Linked DNA regions of Mus musculus: regions 2 and 3 are each linked to region 1. The links are chromatin contacts, called in public Hi-C and HiCAR-type maps. All regions are on one chromosome and are shown on one strand. Each heading gives the region's core, a stretch centred on a gene start, on an enhancer-like site or on the middle of the called end of the contact. The rest is flanking DNA. Distances are from core to core; before and after follow the strand shown. Region 1 overlaps Adamts9 (a disintegrin-like and metallopeptidase (reprolysin type) with thrombospondin type 1 motif, 9). Region 2 has its middle 140 kb from the start of Gm23035. Region 3 has its middle 59 kb from the start of Gm25094.

What was found. A called contact is a pair of places that touch in the nucleus more often than the background predicts. HiCAR-type assays count read pairs that join an accessible place to other places.
Region 2: a contact with region 1 is called in a HiCAR-type map of fibro-adipogenic progenitors, with 5 times the contacts expected there. The contact joins two enhancer-like sites. A contact is called at or near these places in 3 of 115 datasets of contacts at active chromatin or transcription factors (embryonic stem cells and fibro-adipogenic progenitors) and 1 of 9 other capture datasets (embryonic stem cells).
Region 3: a contact with region 1 is called in a Hi-C map of uterus, with 2.4 times the contacts expected there. The contact joins two enhancer-like sites. A contact is called at or near these places in 1 of 484 Hi-C or Micro-C datasets (uterus), 1 of 115 datasets of contacts at active chromatin or transcription factors (embryonic stem cells) and 1 of 9 other capture datasets (embryonic stem cells).

What each region holds. Positions count from the first base shown.
Region 1 is chr6:92,848,414-92,852,867 of GRCm38.p6, reverse strand. Adamts9 (a disintegrin-like and metallopeptidase (reprolysin type) with thrombospondin type 1 motif, 9) reads left to right here. Exons shown (of 40, transcript NM_175314.4): 28 at 3,400-3,576. Among named protein-coding and RNA genes, the nearest start is that of Gm15737, 19 kb to the left of the region's middle. Within about 2 kb of position 2,482, at least 89 of the 459 cell types and tissues checked have an H3K27ac peak or open chromatin away from gene starts, as enhancers often do. A contact at or near this core is called in fibro-adipogenic progenitors and uterus, where this site is marked.
Region 2 is chr6:93,655,779-93,660,232 of GRCm38.p6, reverse strand. No RefSeq gene overlaps it. Among named protein-coding and RNA genes, the nearest start is that of Gm23035, 140 kb to the left of the region's middle. Within about 2 kb of position 2,447, at least 50 of the 459 cell types and tissues checked have an H3K27ac peak or open chromatin away from gene starts, as enhancers often do. A contact at or near this core is called in fibro-adipogenic progenitors, where this site is marked.
Region 3 is chr6:93,392,823-93,397,276 of GRCm38.p6, reverse strand. No RefSeq gene overlaps it. Among named protein-coding and RNA genes, the nearest start is that of Gm25094, 59 kb to the right of the region's middle. Within about 2 kb of position 1,881, at least 26 of the 459 cell types and tissues checked have an H3K27ac peak or open chromatin away from gene starts, as enhancers often do. A contact at or near this core is called in uterus, where this site is marked.

The DNA of each region.
Region 1 (4,454 bases), core at 1,233-3,732:
TATGCTGATGAGACTTCCTAAGTGTAGCTTCTCTGGGATTTCTAAGACATGAAATCTTACAGCAAGCATCCTCTTCTAGCTGCTACAATCTTCTCTTTAGCTGTCTACTCTGATCCCTTAACCTGAGGTGCATAAGTGTGTTAATATCTGGGTTGTTTTGTGGTCGTGTGTGTGTGTGTGTGTACATGAGTTGTATTATAGCCCATTTGGGGTTAGGCATTATATGGCCACTTGTTCTCTGCATTTTGAGATTGGTTGTGGTTTTCTGTAATGGTTGCAAAGAGATATTTGTTTGATGGTGAGTATAAGGATAAATATTAGAAAGAATTGGGAAATATGCAGTTTTAATTAAAGTGGTGGCTGTAAGTTCTCCTCCAAGACCAGAAATTCATTAGCCTCAGATAGTTGACTGTGTTTCCAGTACCATCAACGATTTCCCTCTTGTTGAGTCCAAGTAGAGAGCTGTTGGTTACCACCAAGGTATGCATGCCACTACTGTACCCTTAGGGATATTGTCCTGCTGGATGTTGTTTTAATACATAAGCATCATAGCTGGGTATGACTATTGGTTACTTGGAAGCTTGCGTGGCACCTTCTGGTTCCACGAAAGGCAGTGTTCGTAAAGGAGGCTTTGAGGTCAGAACCAACTCTGGATCCTGTTTCTGGAATACGTAGTGTCTTCAGCAATGGGAACTTACCTTCTATCTCTGGGAGGCAGCAAAGGCAACCAGCAATAACCTATGATTAGGAGTCTCTTAGATAACTCTGACCAACATTTCAAAAGAAAGCGTCGCAGGCCAGCACTTGGGAGACAGAGACAGGTGGGTCTCTGTGAGTTTGAGGCCAGCCTGATCTACAAAGTGAGTCCAGGACAGCCAGGATTATTACACAGAGAAAGCGTGTCCCTCCCCACCTTCCAAAATAAAAAATAAAAAGCTGCTCCACCCAGACACTCTATGTAACTATATATGTATACGTATATGCAGACTTGTCAACATTGTATGTAACGTTAGGTAGGTAGATAATGCTTCCTATGGCTTTCCCATACATCTTTACTATCTTACCCTCCTCTCCACTTCTTTATCTCCATCTCCCCTCGCTAATGATAGGGCCCCCTCTTCCCCATCTCTCCTTTCAAATCATTTGTACCCTGCTATACCTCTCTCTACTGCTCCTCTGCACCCCACTGTCTTCTCTTTTAGGAAACTCAGATTAGACTGAGAACAAGTGACATTTGTCTGTCTGGGTCTGGGCTACTTCATTCAGTATGTTCTTTTCTAGTTCTGTCCTATCCCCCTGAAATGTTCACAATTTGACTTTCCTCTCCGGATGAATGATGTTTCCTGTTGTATATGTGCCATGTTTTCATTTCATCTCTCGTCAGTTGAAGGGTACTTGGGTGGTTTCCATTTCTCCTTCAGAGACTTAGAGTTTTCATTGATTGAGTTATGCCTAGATATTTTCTTTTCTTTGAGGCGATTGTGAATGGGAATGTGTCTATGATTTCTTTCTCTATATGCCTGGAGGTTGAAGGTCGCACAGCTGGGGTGCCAGACTTTTCCAGCACGAGTTGTGGAACTTTGTTTACAGCTGGGGAGTTAAGGAGAGTGCGAGGAGGAAAGGACCAGACAGTTTGATAGAACCTGATTCTGGATGTGTAGAATTGGGCTGGACCTAGCTATGATGGTTTTGTGATAGTAACAAGTAATAACGTTGCCCGATTTTCACATCATTATCCATAAACTGGAATAGTAATAGTACCACCTGCATAATACTTATGACTATTATATGAGACAGCATCTACTAAATGCTTAACATGTAGCCTTCAATCAATCAATCAAGTGATACTGTAATAATGCAACAATAACTTACTTTATTAATAGTAAGAATGATATGTATTAGTAGTAGTTTGTTGGGAGTTTTGAGCTCCTGTTATATTGTGTAGTAGGACTTATATATACATGTTTAAGTTAATCAAAACCTTTCTCTATTGTTGAATCTGTAAGAAAAGCACATACTTAAAGTTCATTGAGTTGTTCTGTCGTAACTGTTTACCAATTAAAGCCTAACAATTAACACCTGGGAGACCCCAGCACTAGGAGAAAGGAAAAAGACAAAGGGAATAATGGGGCCACTTGTCCACAGTCTTGTGTCTCATCAGCTCATACACATAACCTAGAAGTCACAGGCAATGTTCCGGGGATTTTTGTTGCCTCTCACTGATATCATTCTGGGAAGTACTGCTGAAGGAGGGAGAGAGGGAGGGAGGAAGGGAGCGAGGGAGGCAGGAGGGGGGAGGAGGGAGGAAGGTTTGATGTGAGTCTTCCCAGCTCTTTGTGCAGTTTTGTCCTGTGGGATCCATAATTAGGCTTCTGTAGTTGGATCCGAGCCAGATGAGTCTACGCCTTCACTGCAAGGCTTTCATTATCATGGGCTGACCCTTCCAAATGTTGTGGGAGAGCTGGCCTTGACGCAGCAGGGAAACTGAATGTCTGTGTTCCTGGATATGAGCACAGCAGCGCTGTCCAAGAAATACAACTTGTTCCTGTCTCACAACTGTGAGTCCTGCCAGCAGTGGGAACTTCAGCTAGCATTCACTGCTGCCAGGCTGATGGCTCATCCTGGGGAAAAACTGAACCTGTCCTGAGGTTTGAAATAGAGTTAAACAGTTGAGCATCAGAATTGGAATAAGAGAATCAGCAAAGGCTCGTCCATGGCAGTTTCATAGAAGTTCTGGAACGTGTGGGATGATGTAAAACTCAGTCCTTAGATTAAATCCCCAGCAACATTTAAAAATAAAATTTGAACTTGGGCCTGGTTGCTCACGTCTATAATCTCAACACACAGGAGGCTGAGGCAAGGGGCCAGTCTGGATTACAGTGAGTTCTAGACCAGCCTGGACTATCTGGTAAAACTCTGTCTCTAAATAAAAACCAAAGAAAGAAATTATCAACTGCCATCAAATAAAATAAAACTGGCCAAGCCATTATTGCTTTATTTGATACTGAGTAGCTTCTAGTTACTTATTTATTTACGTGAGTTTTGTATACCTCAAAGAATTTTATCTTAGCTACTGGTTAATAGATTGAGATTAACTTCCCAACCTTCATTTTACATATATATATATAAGCAGTTCTCAAACTCATAAGATAAACTATATAAAAGTCCTTATTATAGATGGAAAGGAAGCCTTCACTGAGGGATACCTAATGTTCACAGGAAAAACCATGGTCCATTGGCTGTATCATCGCTGGCAATTTGCCTTGGCTCTGCCTGTCAGACTGAGGCTGCCCCAATGCTATAATAAAGTATAGCCAAGAAAAGTTTCCTGTGTGGAGATAGAATTTGTCATGTGCTGTTCACACAAAATAACTGTAGCATTCTTTGTCCCTCTTCCAGTGTACCAAGCTGTGTGGTGGAGGCATGCGGACAAGACTGGTGGTCTGTCAGCGGGCCAACGGTGACCGATTCCCAGACTTGAGTTGTGAAGTCCTGGACAAACCTACTGACCGTGAGCAGTGCAACACACATGCTTGTCCACAAGATGCTGCATGGAGTACTGGCCCATGGAGCTCGGTACGGACCTAATGCTTCATGTTTGTTCCCCAAGCTCTGAGACGATTGTTAGAAGTGTTCTGGGGCATGCCTTCATATCGGAGAACTGTCACGCCCACGAAGGCACACTAGATACTGTGCTGTGAGCATCCTATTACAATCTCCCTAGTATAACACAGTAGAATTGACACTGGATGGCACTGTCAAAATGACTTTATAGAAAACATATACCTCATGCAGGCATGGCACCAAGAAGTATCTTCCTGGGCCTAGAAGAGCTGTGTGTGTGCATATTGCTAATGATTTATAGAAACAGCTAGTAGCAGCCAATCTTCACTTTCTAAGTTGTGGTAGTTCTGACTATTAGAATAAGGTTCCTACTTGTTGAGGGCCAGACATTTTTTCTCTTCAGTGACTATCATTTGCTTTTGTGAAACTTGACTATACCTTAGCACAATCAACAGGAAATCTATACCCACCAATAGACTAGTCATTTTGGAAATACAGGAGATTTTTTGTTTTATTATTATTATTCAGTGTAATAATCAGTGACCCAATATCTTTCAAGGTACCTGGAGTCTCTTCCCTGCCCCTAGACAGAAAGTCCATCTGAAACCAGTTTTTAACTTTGCTCCTAGCCAGTAGTTGACATGGTGAGGCAGGTTTGCCACTGTAAATGCTATACAAACTTCTGGGGCAGTTCTAAGCAAACAGGAGGATTAACCATGTCAACACAATACCTTGGGTAAGCGGTGGCATAAATTATGGATCAGGTAGGTCTGATGTGTCTAAGTACAGTAAATATTCTATAAGCACATTAATTGCAGTGAAGCTGAAATCAGCCATTCTATAAAGCTATTTCCAGAAGCCCTTTTTATTCAGTGGGGTCCTGGGAAACT
Region 2 (4,454 bases), core at 1,198-3,697, 810 kb before region 1:
GAAGCTATCATTTTAGACAAGCATACATTCATCCTCTAACTCCCAACTTGCTGGTTTGAATGCTTCTTTGAAATGGTTAGTGCATCAATCAATTTTCCTTTATGTTTGTTTTTTTGTTTTGTTTTGTTTTATTAGACAGCTCCCAAAACAGTCTGTTAAACTCCTCTGTCAGAACACCCAGGGTTCTCTGAAAAAAGCATGTGACATCCACAGCTGTCCTGGTTTGGTTATAGATTCACACTGTCATGTGGCCTCATTAAATTTTTAGCCTCGGCTGAAGATCCGAAGTCTATCCCTTGACTCAGAAGGCACTTTTCAGAGGGTGTTTTGAGGATTAATTAGTTAACTTTGGCAAGATGCTTTGAACAAGTACATTCTATATTCTATAATCATTGGGCAAATAGGCACCTTTTAGACACTATTACCTCGAGGCCCGACCCCTCACTTGCTTGAGCAGTTCCCTGGGAGCAAGCGAATTGGAGTAGGCAGTGGCCAACAGCCAAAAATCAGGAGCCTTATTGAAGACTGCTAGCTGAAGAGTCTCCTTGTATGATGAGAAAAACACTCCAAGGGAAGTTAAAAGCCTTTTGTAGTGACGGAAGACTTCTGAAGTGCGGTAAGTGAACCAGGACCGCCCCCACCCCCAACCCCCGGCCTGTTCGCTCATTTGTAATTATTGATCAGCTCCTACTCTTCCCTTTTCCCTCTTACAAAGAGCAGAGCCTGGTCAGGGACCGACCGCTCAAAACCCTCCCATGAGAGAGAGAAAAACACACACACACACACACACACATGTAACTTACATTCACGATGTTTTAGCTTCCGTGCAGACGTTTTAATTCTCTATATGGGAAGGATGTGTATGAATGCAGGTGTCCTTAGAGGTCATAGGCATGAGATTCCCCTGCAGCTGTTGTTACACATAGTCGTGAGCTCTCCAATGTGCTGAGAATTGAACTCAGGTCCTCTGCAAGAGCAGCGCATGCTCGTAACCATGGAGCCAACTCTCCAGCCCCTATGCAGACTTGACCTTTAAAAAATATATTCCTAGCTGGTCGGTGGCACACGCCTTTAATCCCAGCACTCGGGAGACAGAGGCAGGCGGATTTTTGAGTTTGAGGCCAGTCTGGTCTACAAAGTGAGTTCCAGAACAGCCAGGGCTATACAGAGAAACCCTGTCTCGAAAAACAAACAGACAAAACAAAACAAAAACAAAAACAAAAACAAAAACAAAAACAAAAAGTATATTCCTCCAGGAAGCGGGGGACCGGGAAAGGGGATTATGTTTGAAATGTAAATAAAGAAATATTCCAGTACAAAATAAAAAATATTTACTTATTTAATTTTTTAAAAGCAACGGCAACAAATTTATTTTTATTTTATGTGTCTGTCTATGTGACTGGGATTCACAGGTGCCATAGGTGGCTAGGATGGCTGGTTGCCACCTCCTTATGGTGCCTGCCTGCCATAAAAGCTTAGTCCACAGGGAGGAGGCATTCAAGTAGGTGTGAGCTCAGGTAAATCTTCTTTTTCTTCTTTTTATCATTTGCATTGCACTTATTGTCATTTGTAATTTTTAATTTTTACACAATATTTTTTATTATTTGGGAATTTTACATTATGAACCCAGATCACATTCACTTCTCAGTCCTCACAGTCCTCCCTTGTGACCTCAATCCAGAAGAAGAAGAAGAAGAAGAAGGAGAAGGAGAAGGAGAAGGAGGGGGAGGGGGAGGGGGAGGGGGAGGGGGAGGGGGAGGGGGAGGGGGAGGGAAATGACAATGAAGACAAAGAAGACAAGTCAAAAGTCAATATGTGTTGACCATTGGAGCATGGTCAGACTCCCAATGGCATCCCCCTTAAAGAAAACTGTATGCAACTGTACCATGTGCATGCCTGGTGACCACAGAGGCCAGAAGAAGACATCAAATGCCCTGGAACTAGAGTTATGGGTGCCTGTGGCAGCTGTGTAAGTGTTGGAATTGAAAATTTCCTTTTCCTTATAGCCTTAATTTTTATAGCCACTATCTGCTGCACTTGCAAGCTCCTTTTGATTTGGGCAAAAAGCAATTTTTGCCACTGTGTGTCAGGTACTGTGCTTGGAACCTATCTCATCCTCCAACACCTGTTAAGATAGGTATGGTTTTGTCCAGTTGACGTATAGCAGCATGGACGAGTCCTTGAGGTTACTCTGTTGATTACGGTCACCAAGCTGGGAAATGAGAATCATCCCCCAGTTGTTTCAAAGTTAGTGCTGTAGTATTTCAGCATCTCAAGCCAGGACAAACCTGTGCATCCCCCTTTTCCCACTTGGCTTTCATCCCCAAAGGAGTTGAATAGGGAAGATAGCACACTTGTCTCTTTTCAGATAAAGGGGATGTTTCCCAGCGCTTGAAAACTGGCTTCCACGCAGACTCCTTGACCATGAACCCACTAGCGCCACCTACCAGCAGCTGCCTAGTACTGCATTCTTCTTTCTCTTGGGGCTGCCCTGGGTGAGTCCTTCCCTGGCTCCCTTTGGTTTGGGTGGATTGTTTGTGAAGCCCAAACCATCACTCTCTGTTCCCCTTGCTGTCTCCTTGTCCCTGTGTACCTTGGAAGCACTAGTTGCTCTGCAGGGACTCAACTTGGGCATTCTTTTCAACCTCTATCAGTGACTTCATCTCTTTCTCCGGCTTAGATCAGTAGTTCCTAAACTTTGTGGGGGATTAGAATCACCGTGGGAGCCTTTAAATGTCCTAGACTGCTCGATAGATGAATTAGCTCAGCAGTGCTGATAATCAGGACGTTTTTCACTTTATTTTTTCAAAGCTCTCTGGGCGATTCTAAAGTGCAGTCAGACGTGAGACCCAGACACATGAGTCATGTCCTGTGCGTTCTTGGGTGACAGCTTATAAACTCCTCCCTCCACATGAGGCCTGTATCTCTGTTTCTAGTTTCCCCCGGACCCTGAACGTCCAAATTTAGCAAGTGAAAACGCAGAGGGTCCAGTCATACTCATGTTTCTCATAGGATGCATACTAAAAAAAAAAAAAAAAAAAAAAAAAAAAAGTATTGGCTATTTACCCAAAATACCTGCTGTGTCACATCTGGCAACCCCTGCTAAGGAAAACATGACTTCTCTGAGTTTCCCCTTAGTTGGAAAGGCTTTCCTGTGAGCCCAGGAACAAGCCTTAGCTTTCTCTGACACACCTTCTCCCCTGTCTCTTTGATTCCTGCCCTGTGAGGATGGGCCACTTTACACATCTTTTCTCGGCTCATACTGATGCCTTGGTCTTTTCTCATCACCTGGGTCTTTGAGGATTTTACAGTAACAACACTGAATCCTACACTCCATCCTTTGATGATCCAGGTTCCGTTATTTCCCAAAATATCCTCATGAAACACTGAGCTGATTCTGCACTTGGACCTGTAAAGGCCACTCATTAACGAGGAACAATGCAGAATATACTCTAGATTGCACAGCCCTGAAGGACGTTTCAGAAGGGCTCCCTGGCAGAGCCCAAGTACTGGGGGCAGTCTAAGAAAACCGTGTATCAGCATGAGTCTTCTACTTAGATTGGGATACCTGATCTTTTCCAACAAACTTCTAACCATTCAGGGAAAGCAGAAACCATGTCTTCCCAGAGTCGTTCTTGCTGATTTCTATCTGCATTTCCTAAAGACCTCTCTTACAGTTCCTGCTTGCTTAAACCCATCCTCCTCATCTTCCCCAGCACGTCAGACCTGGGATTGGTATACTAGGATTTTCACTGGTACCATTGCTTCCGACTTGTGTTCTCCTGATATGATTGGGTGTGTTGTATAGGTTGATAGTTATGAGTGTGTGTGTGCATGTCGGTGCAAACATACAGGTGCTTCCTCAATTGTTTTCCACCGTAATTTTTTGAGACAGTCCCTCCCTGAACCTGGAGGTTGCCACTTTGGGGAAGCTGGCTGGCTGCAAGGGCTCACGTCTCTAGCACAGGGATTATAGCTTTGTATTCTGCTCTACATTTTATAGGGGTGCTGGTGATCAAAGCTTAGACCCGAACTCTTCTGCAGCAGGCACTTACAGGCTGAGACACCCCCCTAGCCCAATGTGACCATTACAAAGTAGGTTGGCTTTTGCTACCAGTGTTGCTGTGTGGTTCCTTCCCCATAGTCCCTAGCTGTCCCCAGCATGTACTGCTTCATAGCACACCAACAGAGATTGTGCTAGCCTAGCTGGAAGCTGAATTTTTGTGCCCATGGGCTTTCAATGAGCAATGGAACCAGCTCTTTCCATTAAGTAGCAAACTGGCACTTCTGGGGAATTAAATACCAACTCAACAGCCTTAACTACCGTGGCAAGTCCTGGGTACACAGCCTCACTGTTTCTCCAAGTTCCCCGCTTAGATGCAATTGCATGAGGTGCCTGTTTGCTTGTTAGGTCTCTATGCATTGATTTTTCATAGATCTTTCTTGTCTAACCT
Region 3 (4,454 bases), core at 632-3,131, 550 kb before region 1:
CAAACAGAACCCAGAGTCTCCTCGGGAGCAAATAGAAAACACCACGAGTCTCTCTGCCCCCCAGGCAGATTGATGACCTGGTGTCTGGTGAATGTGAAGATTAACACTCCCCAACCTCTATTGTCTAGACCTGGAAAAGTCAGAAGATTAATGTCAACAGGGAGGCAGCCTGCACTGGAAGCTGAAATACAGATCTCACCTTCGACTGGGCTGTAGATCAAAACAGATTTCCATTTAGACTCCTGCAAGGAGGTTTTGCAGATCGGAGAGAGATATCTATGTCAGAGTGAAAGGCAAGGCCAGAAAAGAGAAAGGGCGGTTAAGCGCCCAGGTGGAAGCAACCACAGGCATCTCAGATTCTTGATAGGGTAACAGTGGCTTCCCTTGGCTCAATGGGAAGGTAGGAAGGAGAGTAGAGAGCCTGTCATGGTTACACTATTATTTCTCTTACGAAAGGCAGAGTGTTGGCTGCCATTTGGCTTCTACCCTTTTGGATTCAGGAAATTTTCATTGAAAGAAAATTGAGAGAATCATTTACCATCTCTCATTTTTCTAGAAAACATTTAGATTCATTTATTTCACCGAAGGTAGGAGGACTAAGATTAATAATTGTAAAATGCACTTTGCTAACGTGTTAGCATAGAGCTGGCTGCAGTCCAGGATAGGAGTGGGCAGTGGTCCTCCTGCCTTCCCCTGGAGGAGTCTCCACAGATAGGTTGTGAGTGGCTAGCAGCTGTAATTCGTTCCTGGTTTATGTTGTTTATTATTTTTCATTGTTCACTTGTTTACTAGACAATTAAGTATTGTTCTCTTTTCGCTTCTGAGCTGCAGGAGTGGAGGAGGTGAGGCCTGTCCGCTGTCATCTTCATCCTCTTGTATTCCTATTCTAAACCCTGGACCAGACAGAGCAAGCCGTGACTATTGAGTGTGTTACAGAAGGGCCTGTAAGATGGCGTTAAAGAAATCAAGGGCAGAAACCACTGTAGGAGTTTGAATCTTAGAAATGTGCTGATATGCAGTGTATCTTAGAAGGAAAGCAAGGGGATTAGGTGCCAGACTGCACATGAGGCCGAGGCCGAGGAACGGAGACTCTGGGTTGATTTATGAACCAGCTCCTCTTTGCGGAATTGTTCTTTGTGAGCCAGGGTTCAATGTGCTCACGTTCAGAATCCTGCCTGACTCCAGTTCATTGAAATCTTCTGCTGTTTCACAGAGTCTGGCTTTTGCCTGTTTTGGCAAAATATCTTAATTAGGTCAGAAAACTTACTGGGCTTGGCCTAGAGATTCTGTCAAGGCAGACTGGTCGGACTTCCTCTCTCTAGAGTGAATGAAGCATTTGCTAAGGAGAGAGCCCACATTTTAAGATTGTCGATGTAGTGCGGATAGAACCCAGGAAACAACAACACAAGTCAGGAGGTTGAAACATTAATGATACTCATCTTCTGTCAGAAAGGGATATTGAAAAAAATATATTATCTTCAATAACTGACATATTAAAAAAAAGAGCCCAAGCATAATTCAAATGTTCCCAATGTGGACGCTTTCTGAATATAGCTAAGTAGGTTTTGAATGTAGCTCCTGAAACTACAGAGGATTCACCGTCACCTTATCTGCAAAGTGTACTTCAAAGCTTTGGCACTGTGCAGTTCCCTGAGTTGAAGTTCTCTCAGCTTCGAAGCCCTTGGCTGAGTGCCACCCTGCATAATGCCGTCTTTTCACACTTGCAATTAAAATAAGCTAATAATTTAGCTTAACAATCTGGTGCTGCCCAAGAAGTCCTCCTCAACAGGCTGGGGGTTTGCATGCGAACGGTTAGTCATTAGCCTTCATTCTCTATTGCTTACAGCTGGTCTTCATATTGTTCAAAGCAAGTGACATCACAGGGGTTGTTAGAGCAGTGGTAGTACACTGGTTTCTAACGATTTTAAATGTCCTCTGGAGCACTCTATCCCCTCCACCCCCCAGATAATTAGTTTGAAATCAAAATTATTACTAGTTTGAGAATTGCCAGCAAGAATTCTTGTGCTCTGTTCATCTTTGTAAAAACAATTTATAATCAGTACTATTTATAACGTGCTGTTAGCATGCCACGGTTTTTGATATTCACTCCAGAAAAATTACATAAGCTTTTCCTTCTTCCAAAGGAAGGTTTTAATCAGGGACTTTTCTCTTGGGTTTCATCATTCTGACTTGAGAATGCCCGAAAAATCATGGAAACCAGAGTACTTTCAAGTCCTCGGAAACCATGCCTCTTCTGCATCTCTTTTCCTTTTCTCCCAAATGGCTAACCCCTCTTTCCCTTTCTTTTCTACTGCTTCCTTCTTTTGCTCTCATCTCCTGTCTCTCCAACGTTCTCTTGTTCTTCTCTAAGTCACTTGACTTTGAGAAATTTTCATATGACATGAATTTTCCACTTGGAGATCATATAATGAAGAGTGAGGGGGTCTGAGGGGGAGCACACCAACTTAGCAGCAAGAGCTAGCTTGGTAGAAGAGACCCTTACACACAAAGTCATAAAGGTAGCTTACGTAACTCCTAGCTCTTCTTCATCTTATTTATGCATTTGGCTAAAAAATACTGAGTTTGTGTGTGCCAGATGCTCAGAACTTGAAATACAGTACTCAAAGCCAAGGAGAAGCAGTAGTAAAGAATGATTGTGAAATTGCAATGTAACTGTAATTGTGAGGTATGTTCTCATGGAAGAGCTGGGGCTTCCATGGGCTCATAATGGAGGGAGCAGACTCCCTAGCTGCATTGCTTGGGGTGAGTTTCTTGAAGGCAAGGACACTGACCATATTACTTGGAGGATAGAGTTAGAATGGTGGTGAGCAAATCCACATTGTTGGCATTTAGTCTAGGCTCCGCCCCACAGTTACCTGGCAACAGACAGGTGTGCCTGACTCACTATAAAAGGGGCTGCTCGCCCCCTCCTCTCTCTCTTGCTCTTCTGCTCTTTCTCCCTTATCCTCCTCCCCCTCTCTTCCCATTCCCCTGCCCCCCCCTCACTCCACGTGCTCATGGCCGGCCTCTACTCCTCTACTCTCTTTCTCTCTCCGCCTTTCTCTGCCTCTACTCCTCAACTTTGCTCCCATGGTCTGAATAAACTCTATTCTACTGTGGCTGGTCCCTCAGGAGGAAGGGATGCCTTAGCATGGGCCTGCAGAGGCACCCCTCCCCCCACACCTGACTGCACATCCACCAAACACATTCCCTCTCTCCTTATCTTTTTTACAAAACAACACACATAGTTTGGGCCTAACCACAAGACCTACAGTGACAAGACTGCTAGATTGGTGGGATAGTCAAGTCGGCAAGAACATGGACTTCAGGAGCAAGGGAGCTAGGGAGCCATCTTTTGGTAAGGGACTAGGAAATTTGTCCTAAGAGTTTTGACCTTAATCCCGAGTCCCGTAAAACCATTTAAGCAGAAAGTTGACAGCACCCTGCACCTCTCAGCATTTTATTTTCCCTTTAGACTCCCTGGTCCTGGTGTTTGGCCAATTTCTTTAGTGGATTTGGCAGCCAAGGGATCAGTGCTTGGGATTAGCGCATTAACTGTAATTAGAGTTTAGAGACCAACACTCCAAGCCAGAAAATGTGCTGACAGTGGAGCAGGGGCCGAGAACTGAAAGGTAGACAAAAGGATGCGATGCCCAGGTCTGGGGCAGCTCACCTAGGGAAACTTTGACAGCAGCCCTCAACCTGACATGACTTCCCACCTTCACTGTTCCTACAGAGCCTGTAAACTCTTCAAGCGGGGCAGCTTTTTTTAAAAGTATTTTAAAAGTATTTCAAAAGCATATTCAAATCAGCAAATCCCCACCCCTCTCTTATGTGGAAGACTTCAATGATAGCCACACCAGCAATTATAGATAATATTTTTTTAAAACACAGCATATGTGTGTGTACACACACACACAAACACACTGATAAGAAATGTGCTAAACTTGTTCAAAACAGTGTGTGTCTCTCTGTCTGTCTGTCTCTGTCTCTGTCTCTGTCTCTGTCTCTGTCTCTGTCTCGTCTCTCTCTCTCTCTCTCTGTGTGTTTTAAAATTCTCTTACTATAATCTAAATGCCACTTTGGAGAGAACAGGTATTTTAAAATCAGAAATTGCTCTAAAATTAGCCACATGGCAATATGTTCAAGTCAAACAGGGCAGCATCCAGTCAACGGGACACCAAAGGCTGTGGTTACGTTAAATTAAAAAAAAATGTTGTCTCTAAATTCCTAATGTTGAGTTCAAATCAAATATGCACCAAAAAAGAGCAAAAGAGGCAGGAAGGGTTTCTTTAAAAAGATTATTGTTTTCCTGATCTAAAAATTATTTTTAAAATAAATGTTATAAGAGTTATTTTCATGCATCTACATTGCTTCAGCTCCAAAAGCCATTCTTTTCATGACTCATTTTTTTTTTTGTCTTGTAACTTTTTGCTATGTAGAGATTACACAGA